Linked DNA regions of Mus musculus: region 2 is linked to region 1. A link is a contact called in public promoter capture Hi-C data. All regions are on one chromosome and are shown on one strand. The core of a region is the stretch at or near the end of the contact, and the rest is flanking DNA. Distances in the headings are between cores, read along the strand shown.

What was found. Promoter capture Hi-C pulls out the DNA fragments that hold promoters and counts their contacts.
Region 2: a promoter capture Hi-C map of pre-B cells shows a contact between it and region 1, with 2.9 times the contacts expected there. The contact joins the promoter of Sufu here to the promoter of Morn4 in region 1. A contact is called at or near these places in 3 of 39 promoter capture datasets (cranial neural crest, pre-B cells and second pharyngeal arch cranial neural crest).

What each region holds. Positions count from the first base shown.
Region 1 is chr19:42,081,504-42,087,779 of GRCm38.p6, forward strand. Morn4 (MORN repeat containing 4) reads right to left here and starts at 4,867. Exons shown (of 5, transcript NM_198108.2): 1 at 4,694-4,867.
Region 2 is chr19:46,394,440-46,400,358 of GRCm38.p6, forward strand. It overlaps Sufu (SUFU negative regulator of hedgehog signaling), which reads left to right and starts at 2,457. Exons shown (of 12, transcript NM_001025391.2): 1 at 2,457-2,845. The coding sequence starts at 2,664. Actr1a (ARP1 actin-related protein 1A, centractin alpha) reads right to left here and starts at 1,302. Exons shown (of 11, transcript NM_016860.2): 1 at 1,191-1,302. The coding sequence starts at 1,238.

The sequences.
Region 1 (6,276 bases), core at 3,617-6,116:
ATGAGTATGTGTGTGTGTATGAGCATGTGTGTATGCATATTTGACATTCTGATCTCTCTATGAAGAGAGATAGGGTCTCTCTATGAAGTCTTGACTAGCCTTGAGCTTGCTGGGTAGACCAGGCTGGCCTTGCATTCACAAATATCCTCCTGCCTCTGCTTCCTGGGTTTACCGCATGCACCACCATTCTTGGCTGTGCAATTGTGTATTTTTGACTAAATTTTATAACTGCATGTCATGATGAAGTCAGTCAGTAGACTTAGAAGATAGTACGATAAGGGAATCTTTTTTTTTTTTTTTTTGTCAGTGGTTAACCAACTTCTCTTCTGTCAAAAGTTGGTGAGTCGGGCTGGTGAGATGGCTCAGTGGGTAAGAGTACCCGACTGCTCTTCCGAAGGTCCAGAGTTCAAATCCCAGCAACCACATGGTGGCTCACAACCATCCATAACAAGATCTGACTCCCTCTCTTCTGGTGTGTCTGAAGACAGCTACAGTGTACTTACATATAATAATAAATAAATCTTTAAAAAAAAAAGTTGGTGAGAACTAGGATGTGGCACGGGGCTCCAAGGGATGATGCTTTTGTATCTGTTTGCTCTTCATGAAAGCTACATGGAACTTCCAGGGCTGCATCTCACCGTGGTCCACAGGGACCAGGGGGGAAGCAAGGAAGTATTTGAGGATTCTCTATGGACAAAGTACTAGCTATGCTCCTAAGTGTAACGCTATCTTGTTGTTGTTGTTGTTATGCTGTCAGCTCTTGAGCTAATATCTTAAATATTTTAAGGAGGGTGATGAAATTTGAAATTTTATTTAAATTTTAAAAAGGGATTTATCTTTCAGTCTATCTGTCTGTCTGTCTGTCTGCCTGCCTATCTATTTAATGTATCAGTGTTCTGCCTGAATTTTTGCCTGCATGCCAGAAGAGGGTCCCATTATAGAAGGTTGTGAGCCCCCATGTAGTTGATGGGAATTGAACTCAGGACCTCTGGAAGAGCAACCAGTGCTCTTAACCGCTGAGCCATCTCTCCAGCCCCTGAAAATTCTTTTTTTTTTTTTTTCTAATTACTTAATGTGGTAGACTACATTTTCTAAAGATGTTTGCAATGTCTCCCTAAATTTGATCAGACTTGGGCTACTTCAAATACAGTACCATGGAAGTGATGCTTCACCCCTTGTGTGCACCAAACACAGCATCACAAACGCTCATTCTGCTCCTCACTATGCTCCCATGGCTTGAGAGCCGAGCCACGACCTGAGCGCACCTGACTGGAGCCTGTGAGATGGTTCAGCAGGTTAAGGAACCTGCCCCCAAGACTGGCAACCCGAGCTTCATCCCTGGACCCACACGGTGGGAGGAGAGAACCGACTCCAGCAAACTGTCCTCTGACCTCCACAAAGCATACCGTGGCATGTAAACATACACACAGAGAAATAAGTAAGTAAATACGGAAATAAAAGTGTCATTCTAAAATTGAATATATTATCTGGAGGTTCCCAAGTGATGAGGAAGCCAGAAGGTACAGGGCATGATCTGTTTCTCCAGTTGATATTCCAATTTTGGGGATGGGAGGTGGGAAGAAGTTTCAAGACAGGGTTTCTCTGTGTAGCCCTGGCTGTCCCTGGAGCTTGCTCTGTAGATCAGGCTGGTCTCGAACTCACAGAGACCGGTATGCTCAGACAGGAGCAGGCATTAGTGAAGGAGCTGTCAATCGGTTCCAGTTCCCAGACTCTGACCCACTCATCGGAGAAACTACTGAAGAAATAAACAGAGGCTATCTCCATGATGTCAGGTCTAGATTCCTGGCCCATAGGATCTGGGAGTATTGTGGGGTCGTTTTAAGCTGCTAAGTGTTGGGTTAATTCATTGTTTAGTGATAATAAACAGAATACCATCTGCTAACCCACCCCTGACACCATTCTGTGCTGGTTTTCTAGAGTATACATTACAAATTTCCATTCCTTTTTGATCTAGGGTGATACAGTAAATTCAGAAGTAGTTTGTCAGGACCATGCCCAGTCTCAAGACTCAAATCAGAAGTGCTAATTAAAAGGACCACATGTGGAACTCATGGACCTCAGGCTATGGCTGAATACATTTGGCTAGGAAATGCAACATGTGTCCAAACAGCTGATACTGTCACTACCTGGGACAGTGTTTGAATTTTTAACTAATGAATCTTGTAACTATCAGTATTAATTAATAGCTCCACAGCCACGAGGCCAAGAGGGAATTTCACCGGTAACCAAGATTATCCATAGTTACTGAGACAAATATAGTTTTTTTGTTTTTTGTTGTTGTTGTTTTGTTTTTATTTTATTTTATTATTATTATTTATTTATTTATTTATTTATTTTGGCTTTTTCGAGACAGGGTTTCTCTGCATAGCCCTGGCTGTCCTGGAACTCACTCTGTAGACCAGGCTGGCCTCAAACTCAGAAATCTGCCTGCCTCTGCCTCCCGAGTGCTGGGATTAAAGGCGTGCGCCACCATCGTCTGGCTCAAATATAGTTTAATAAAGTGTAGCCAGTACTAGTGGAAAAAAGCCCAACACTTTAATAACGGACACAGATCGATGTTCACAATACTTGCTTATATGATCCTGCTGAAGAAAATTGATGCCCCAAGCTTTCAAGCTATACACGGAAGAATACAGTCACAAACCAAGACGACTCACATTCCCACAGAGCCCTTTCTATACTCGTGATAGACAAGCTGCAAAAGACCAGTCCGAAACATAATCTAAAAGTACTATTCTGTCTCTGTAATCCGAAGTCCTAGGACCGTGCAAAGGAGACCATATCCTTTGATATTTTACTTAAAAAAAAAAAAAATCCATGGATGGCTCCAAATAAAACCCAAAGACAGGGCTGGTGAGATGGCTCAGCGGGTAAGAGCACCCGATAAGAAGTTGTTTTCATTTTTTAAAAGTGCTTTAAATTCATGTGTTTCAATGTGAACCTGCATGAGTGTATGTATGCTACGTGTGTACAAGAGCCCATGGAAGCCCGAGAGGACTTTAGATGCCCTGGTACTGGAGTTACAGGTGCTGCGAGCCACCATGTAGGTGCTAAGAACTAATTCCTGGCTAGTAAACACTATTCACTATTGCTGAGCCATTTCTTGTGTGTCTCATTGTCTCCCCACCCCTCATAAAACCAAGCTTACTAAAGAACATTTATGTATTTGCAGCAACTTTTGTCTAAATTAAGAAGTTTTTGTTTGTTTTTTGAAAGAGGATCTATGTAGTCCTTGTCCTGGAACTCACTATGTAGACCAGGCTGGCCTTGAACTCACAAAGATCTACCTTTGCGTCCTAAGGCTCCACCATGTTCAGCTTAAATTAAGAAGTTTTAAAACAAAATAACCGGCTGGTGAGATGGCTCAGTGGGTAAGAGCACCCGACTGTTCTTCCGAAGGTCCAGAGTTCAAATCCCAGCAACCACATGGTGGCTCACAACCATCCGTAAGGAGATCTGACTCCCTCTTCTGGAGTGTCTGAAGACAGCTACAATGTACTTCCATATAATAAATAAATAAATAAATAAATTAAATTAAAAAAAAAAGAGTGTACAAGTCACCGGGCAATGGTGGCACATGCCTTTAAAAAAAAAAAACAAAAAAAAAAAAACAAAATAACAACAGTTCCCCCCTCCAATCTACGAATAATCATATCCCAGTTAGAGACTGTTTGGAAGTAGCCACCCAAACTACTCACACAATCTCCAAAATGTCCCCAAAACCACTTTCTTGGGTTGGCAATCTTTTAGTTATAAAGGAAGCAACCAAAAACAAACAAACAAACAAACAAAAAAAACAAAAAAAGGGAAGCAACCTTGGGTTTTTAGAACCCTAAGAGGAGAAAAAAAATGAAAGCTTTGATGAACAAATATTAGGAAACTGGAAATACTGTTTTATAAAATGTGTTTTTAAATGAATATGAAATAATTAGGTTTTGAACTTTATAATTCGAATCCCCTTCCTAGCTGGAAAGTAAACAGGGGCATTGTTACTATAAGCAGGTCTTATTTAGGAAGAATGTGGGATAGTTAGATGCAAAAAGATGAAAAGAGAACACTGGTACAGGAAGGTTTTTAAAAACACGATGAACCAAGAGTGGTGGACTCTCCGAAGTAATATTGTCTGGACACTATTTTATGCCAAGGGAAAGGAGAATGCCTGTGCTGGGCTCTAATAAAGCGAAGTTACTCAGGTTGGTACCTAAGTTGTTTGTGGATGCGGAATTGCAGAGATGACAATCCATTTCCCAAGCCTCAGTATGTGGGACCTCTCCCTACCTGTGGCACAGACGCGCCCTAGATTAAACAAAGCCCCAGACTTTCACCAGGCAACCCAGTCTTCCACTGCATTTTTCATCCCAGCCCGGCTCCGTCCTTTTTTGGGGGGGTCGGCCCCCACCACACAGGCTCTTCAGGCTCTCATGGGTCTGGCATTCCCTCCAGACACAGCCTGGCACACCCCTCTCGATAACCAGTGTTCTGTGTTCTCCGGGGCTACAACCTCTGGATCGAAATTCCAAACCCAATTTTGGGGTCCCACTCACAGCCACCTTCTGGTCAGTACAGCCAGGACAGAGGCTCGCTCCCTAGCCCAGTCACCTGCTTGCCGCCTTAGTCCCTACCTGGTGGACCGCACTCCCAGGTCCTCCTCCCACCCGCGTCGCGAGCCTACCTGAGCTTGGCTTCTGGGCGACGACTGTCACGCCCCAACGCGATGCGGGTCTCCAGCAGCTAGGATCTTTGCTGCTCTGGGCTCCCAACTGCCACTCTCCCCTCCGCCACCTCCACCCGCCTCAGCCACACTGGACGCCGCCATCCCTGACGGGCCGCACTGGGCACAATTCCTGCTGTTCATTGGCTGTTACCTAGGCAACCGCGAGCAACGCCACTCCCCATTGGTCCAGCCCTCTTTCGTGCCATCTTTGTGAGGGGCCCAGTGTTTTGGGAGTCTGGGCCAAAGATCTGAAAGAGAGGTGGGGCTGAGCCGGCTGTCCAATCTCATTAGTCCCAACAGAAAACAAGGACCCAGGTTTCCCCTCTCCAGAGACCTCCAGGCATAAACTTTAATCCTAAATAAGGCTGAACAAGTGTTCAAAGTGGCTACCCTCTCTAAAGGTTGTGATTTTTAGATGCATGAACAACTCCACCGCTAAGTATGAAGAGAAAACCTAAACCGTGCTTTAGAAGCTCAGCTTTGTAATTAATGATGCGCTGCACATTTGCATTCATAGGGAATCACTGTGTTCCACGTCTTCTGTATTTAAAATATATTGCTATTATTGGAGCAAATCTTCCCAAATACTGTTCCCGAATGTCTGTATAGCTGTATGTTTATTTATTGAAGTGCGTGTGGGCAGCAAGTTCTTCAGGGCTTGGGAAGCCAGGGTTGTCCGTCGTTGCTTCTCTCATGGAACTCATATGACATGTGTGAGGCATTGAAAGACAAAGCAAATGGCTTCAAATAGCTTTTTGGATTGGGATTTCTTCAGCTGCAGGTTAGAAAATGGTAATGATGAAAATAAGGGTGGCTTTTCAGGACCTGTATGAGAACATAACGCCAAAAGAACGGTAGTTTGAAGTTAATTTGAAAAGATTTGATTTCTGTGTTCAAATCCTATCTTCGCTACTTACAAATTGTGTATGTTTTTGAGTAACTTAGTGAGCTCTCTGGCCTGTAAAATAAGATCAGACCAATAAATTCAATATGGTATTAATAATACTCACTAGGTAATATAAGCTAAACTGTGGAATAGATTGTAGATTAAAGTGCAGTCATTGAGTCGGGCGTGGTGGCGCACGCCTTTGATCCCAGCACTCGGAAGGCAGAGGCAGGCAGATTTCTGAGTTTGAGGCCAGCCTGGTCTACAAAGTGAGTTCCAGGACAGCCAGGGCTATACAGAGAAACCCTGTCTCAAAACAAAACAAAACAAATAAGTGCAGTCATTGAAAAATAGAATGTAAAGAAAGGGATCTCTTTAGAACTTGTGTTAGGAAATATGAAGAAATGAGATTAAATCACAGATTATGTGAGACCAAATTATGGAAAGACCTATAAATTTGCAACAACAACAACAAAAGCTTGCAAAATGTAGTTTCTTTGGCCAGCAAGATGGTTTGTTGGTTTGTTGGTAAGAACAAATTACCTTGTCTCCTTGGGACACAGCATCCAACATCATTGGAGTTATAATGGGAGTTAGTGAAGCGAATCCATGTAAGATACAACGCCCAGCACATACTTAGCACTGGGTAAGCGCT
Region 2 (5,919 bases), core at 1,207-3,706, 4.3 Mb after region 1:
CATGTCCAGGTCCCAGAGGGCCGGAACATCACAGTGACTCTGAAAAGGTCAGCCTAGGTCAGAGGGAACTGGTAGTTTGCCTCAGGGGAGGGACCCAGAAAGTAGGAAGATTCTAACCAGTGTGGGAGGGACCAAACCTTTGAGTGAAACTCAGAAATTAAGACAAATGTCCCTCCTCATAAAAGCAATACTTAAGTTCTTTCTATTTGTCTTTATCGATGCATGTGTGGAGCGGTGCTTAGCAAAGGATTGCCATTTAGATAAGGCGATGAAGTTGTGGGGCACCATTGCTGTATGACCTTGGTCACCTCCACCTTCCGTGTTCGTACTGTGAAAAGAGGGGCAAACTTCCTCCTTAACCATTCACTTTTTGGGAGGCTTCGACTTGCATGTTGGTGCAAAGCGTCCTGGAAACGCTAGCGCACCTGACAACCACTGTGTCTGATAATCCCCCTGCCTCTCACCTGGGCACTGCAAACATCAAAGCATCTCGCCTGCTTTGTCACCCCCCTTTCTTCTTTACCTTGACTAACTATAATTTATAATCACAAAAATAACTGAAATCCCATGGCCATTTCTGGTACCGGTTTGTCCGGCCCCACCCAGATACAGTTCACTAAATTGCCCCTCCAGCTCACACCCAAGGAAACTGTCCTTTTTCACCGGTGGACCAGCCATCGCCTTCCGCACCCTGAGTTGCCGAGCCAATCCCTACAGCTCTACTGCACGGCACCGCCCCTTACAGAAGGGAAACACTATGGCGACCGGAAGAGCGACAAGCGCCGGAGCCAATGACTGCGGAGTGCTGTTCTAATCCGGCAAGGCCCAAAGGCGGGACCAATAGGCTAAGATAGACAGCAAGAGTAGCCAATTGAGTGATGGAAAACCAGAGCGAAGGCGGGTGTCGGGCTCTAAGAGAACGGTTAAGGCCCCCTGAGCCAAGGGTCCACGGACCCTTCCCGGGCTACAGCTCTTTCCTTTGTCTACCCTCAAATTCTCCATTACACGGATGTTGGCTGGCCGCCCTGCCTTCAAACTATGGATGTGAGGAGGACGCGGGCGGCGGCAGCTGAACCCGCCTGACAGGCCGAGCCAGTGACAAAGAGCTGGCGGCCTAGGCTGAAACCGCGGAAACAATCCTTCCTGGAGGAGAACACAGTCCCTTTAAAGATAGGAAAGATGCTACTCACGTTGTCGATCACAACAGGCTGGTTGGCGATCACATCGTAGGACTCCATGGCAGAGGAATCTTTCCCTCCGAGGAAGGAACTGCCAGCCCGGTCCGCAGCAAACGCCACTGACACGCATGCGCAGTCTAGTCGCCGGTACTGGGCATCCAGGGAGCCGCCCGACCTCGCCTCGGAGGAACTACAATCCCCAGCATTCTTTGCCCCAGGGCTTGCGCTCCAAACCGGGTCCCAGCCCGATCGGATTTAGGAGATTGGACAGTGTATTTCCTACACATGGTGGGGTCTGTAGTGTTTGTAGATTAAAGAGCCACAGTGTTGATGATTATCTTGCATGACTGGATTTGAGATCCCTTCGAAGGGGTTTCCAGTACACTCTTAAATTTTGGAGTCTGAAGTACTTGTGAGTAGTTGGGTTTGGATTTGTCAGTACTTCAGGGGCGGTTGAATTTTACAGAGTAGTTCTATCTCTCAGCCATTCCTTCACTTGGGCAATACAAACCATTAATAAACATCTGTCGCTCAGTGGTAGAATGCTTGCCCAACACATATCCCAGCAGCACCGGGAGTGGTGCTGGAAGCCTTTAATCCCACCTCTTTCGAGGCTAGTCTGGTTTACAGAGTTCCAGGACAGCGAGGGGCTATAGAGAAAAACCCTGTCCCGAAAAACAAAAAAATGAAACAAAAAGCAAAACAAGACAAAACCCATGAAGCAAAAGCCAATGGAGGTTATAAAAAAATACCTGTACGTTGGATGCCACAAAACCACGGGCCTAAAATATCATCTAAAGGTTTAGAAATTGTTTTATTATTTTTCTTGACCTTGATGGATGACAACATCCAGGCGAAGAGAAAGAATAGGTAAATTTTTTTTAAAACAGCCAGGCATTTTCCCCAGGCACATTTCGAGTTACCCTTTTTGTCAATAGTTCCAAGAAATATTAGAGTTGTAACATTAATAATAATGACATACTGTCTAATGAATTAGTTGTCAAGCTTATCTTAAAATTGTGTATTAGTAAAACAATATTAAGCGCTTCTTAGTAGTTGTGTAGAGCTTTCATAGGACCCTGGCGCCTCAAGGTACCAAGTCTCTGTTCTAAACTGGGTTCCTCCTAACACTAGGGGGAGGCCAAGATCCTTGGGACGCTCCCAACCCAGGGGCAGGGAGGCGGAGTCTATTGTCAAGTCACGCCTTCCCCACTTGTGACTGGCAAAGACACTAGCCAATAGGTGTCAGGAAAGGGCACGCTGACGCCCCGCCCCTTGGAGCTCCCCGCGGTCCCACAGCATCCTCTGGCCGACGTCTTGAAGGCTCCGGCTTGGGCGGACGGAGCCTCGTGCGCAGGCGCGGAGTTAGACCTCGCCGTAGCCCCCATCGCCTCGGGGAGTCTCATCCACAGTGGGTCCGCTGGCCCATAGGGGCGCTTTCCCTCCTCTACCCTCCCGGGTTCTCCGCGCGCCCTACGCGCCCCAATGGCGGAGCTGCGGCCTAGCGTCGCCCCCGGTCCCGCCGCGCCCCCGGCCTCTGGCCCTAGTGCCCCTCCGGCCTTTGCTTCACTCTTTCCCCCGGGACTGCACGCCATCTACGGAGAGTGTCGCCGCCTCTACCCTGACCAGCCGAACCCGCTCCAGGTTACCGCTATCGTCAAGTACTGGTATGCTCTGGGCCTCGGGAGGACGGGGTCCGGCCGGGAAAGCTTCGAACACCCGGGACGAAGTAATTTGCAGAAGGGGGAGGAAGAAAACGGTTTAAGTACTGGGGAACCAGGAGCTTCCTGGTGCTGTGGAAGGAGTTAGGACAGAAGTTGGGAATGGGGACAAAGGGTTAATGGATCCCTTGAGTAGTGAGGGGTTAACCCGGATTAGGACAACCGAGAACTGGGGGTGTATACAGAAGCGGAGGGGGGACTGTAAGAGCGAACTGTAAACGTGGAGAAAGGAGGGGGCGCCTGTGGTGGGTCATTAGTGGGCTTGGGGGAGCCAGGGGGCGGCTGGGGTGGGATGGGGGGGGGAGTGAGGCGGGGCCTGGAGAGCATTTGAGAGGGCTTTGGAGGGCACAAGACCGCGTAGTCTAGGGCGGTCCGGGAACCAGGACGCCCCTGTGGGTTAGGAGGGAGCAAGATGAGGGCATTGTGCCTTTGATGAGGGAAGAGTTGAGGAGAGGCCTTCTTTCAGTCTTCTTTCGGGACCTTCCCGAGCGCAGGAGCTTCTGTCATTCAGTGCGAAGCTGTTGCTCTTGAAGTTTGACAGAGCAGCTCTTCCAGATAAACTTTTTGCTTACTCTGCACAGTTCTCTTTCTCTCTGCAGAGCTTGCTTCTGGCTTTGCAGCTGCTTTAGCTTTAGGACGTTAGTTAAGAACAGGTTTCGGGAGAGCCAAGCATTAGCTCGGGATTGAAGGGGATCATAGCTCGCCACCAGGTGCGTGACAGAGACCTGAGTGGGCAGGAGGAATGAAGAAGCGCATTCTGTCTTGTCTTCGTGATTTCAGCCGAAGTTTAAAGATGCCCTGTAAAAGATCAGTTTCCAAATGGGCTGGCTGTCTTTGGGGGTAGAAATGGCACTTTCTCGTCTCCTATTCTTTTTTGCATCCTGTTTCTTCAGTCAGCCTTCAGACAAAACAGGTGTTATGAGACAAGTCCTTGTGGTCTTTCTGAACCAAAAATAGATTCAGAGGTGGCCACATTCAGGCAGGCAGTCGTTGTATTGTATGATCCTGAAAAGTTCCTTGCCTTGGGGTATTGGCAAATGGTGGTCCTGAAGTGAGGGATGCCTTTGCAGGTTACACACCCTTTAAAGCTGAATCTTTTTCCTATGTGGCATCCTCTTATTGCCTCTGGAGATGGGAGATGGGCTGTAGAGAGCTGAGGTTACCCCCCCCCCCCGTGTGTCACTGGGATAATAATGCAAAGGAAACTGACAGCCAGGAGGGTCTGGGGACCAGCCTGTCCGGGTAGCCAGGAGCCATGCTGGCAAGGCATCTGTGCAGGGCAGCCTAGTTCCTGGCTGACTAGTGTTTTGAAGATTGCTTCTGAGTGGGTAGTGGCTCTTGCTAACTTAATCACCCATTTCAATGGCACCTCTGTATTAGTTGTGATGAACTTGTCCCATGTCATGAGAAAAACGGGGCTGACCTTGCCATACTGTTTGCTCTGATCTTGTTTAAGTGTGAGGGAAAGTCCCTGTGCAGAATAGGGGGCACCTGGTTTTATGTCACCTACATGGTCATCAAGACAGAGTTGCCTGTTAGAGGTATGGAAGCAAAGACCAAGGGTAGTTATACTATTTTCTTTCTGTTATAAGCTTTCAGTGAGGCTGTATCCCCAGAAGTAGACCAGAATGTGGTAACAAATGAAAAGGCATGTACAACACTTTGTGAAGTAAGAAATGCTACCTAGATGCAGGAATCTAAGAGGAACCAGCTTAGGAACTGGTTCTTTCTAAGACTCAAAGGGAGTTGCAGAATTGAGATACTGAAGTTTATTCCTATCCCTCATGTGTAGGATCTTACCAGCCCCTTCAGTTCTCACAGCAGTATGACTGACTAAACTGCTTGGGTCTGGTTATGGGCTTTCTTTGGGGGTTTGAGGGGTAGCATTTTAGCTAGTGGTCCCTGACCACCAGGAAAACTCTGGCTGTTTGATAGTTGAGATAGCCGAGCAAGACAGAATCAAAGTAGGGAGGCAGAGCCTGGTGTCTTGTCCTGCAACTAACTACCCTATAGAGAGAAAGAAAGAAAGTGTTCTGGGAATTAAGGTAAGGGATCCCCTGGGCCCTTGGACCGCATCTCTTCCTAAGTGTAAAATCTGATTTTTTCCCCCATCCATCTGACTGAGTATATGGCTAACTTTGCTTGATTCATAGCCATTCTGTGACACTTCTTAAAGCCTCTTCTCGATGTGCCCTCTCTTGGGAGGCTGTCTGCGGGAGCTGCAGTGTGCCAGCAGTCGGGCAAAGGACAGAAAGCACAGTGCGACTGCTTGTTGCTGGACGGACCTAGGCCACATCAAGGGCTGTGGGAGATTGGCAGCAGAAGTTGGGGGAGAATATGGAATCTTTCTTTTTTAGGGTTCTACAGCCTTAATGGGGTCCCTTTCTTTCCTCTATCCATCCCAAAACCATTTCTAAATCCAGCTGGTTATGGGTTTAGTCAAATGATTTGGTGAAATCACAGTTAAAGACATAGAGATTTGTCCCTTTACCTAACTCCCTTGGGCAGATCCTAAGCTATTTTAGTGACTTTCTTTCTTATGACTTCTATAAATAACTTAGCCTCCCCCCTCCCCCAAGAATAAGGATTTTAACAAAGGCTAGTAACATCCTGGCAAAGAGGATGAAACCAGACTTACTGGTTTTAAAATAGGGTTTGAATTGCATGGTCCTGGCACACTTGCTGGGATCTCTTGTACTATGTCTTTTATTTGGTCGTTAGCTTTCCCTCAGTAGTTTAGCCCACTTGCAGAGTGCACTCCTGTCCATGTTCCAGGGGCAGGCAAAGGCCAACTCCACTCTGTGGTCTGTGGAGTGGTCCACGTGAGGCGGCTCAAATGCCGAGTTTATGGGCTCGCTGCACACTTTCTTCTGCTGAGGGGTTTCATTTAGTGTGCTTTACAAGTCTGCTGTTTTCCTGTCCATTCCGAGGGAACGCAGGTTTTAGTTGTTGCTGTTTGTTTTGGTTTTCTTAAACACTAATTGCTAAAAGAGCTTTTGTTGAATTCAATCTTCAACTAC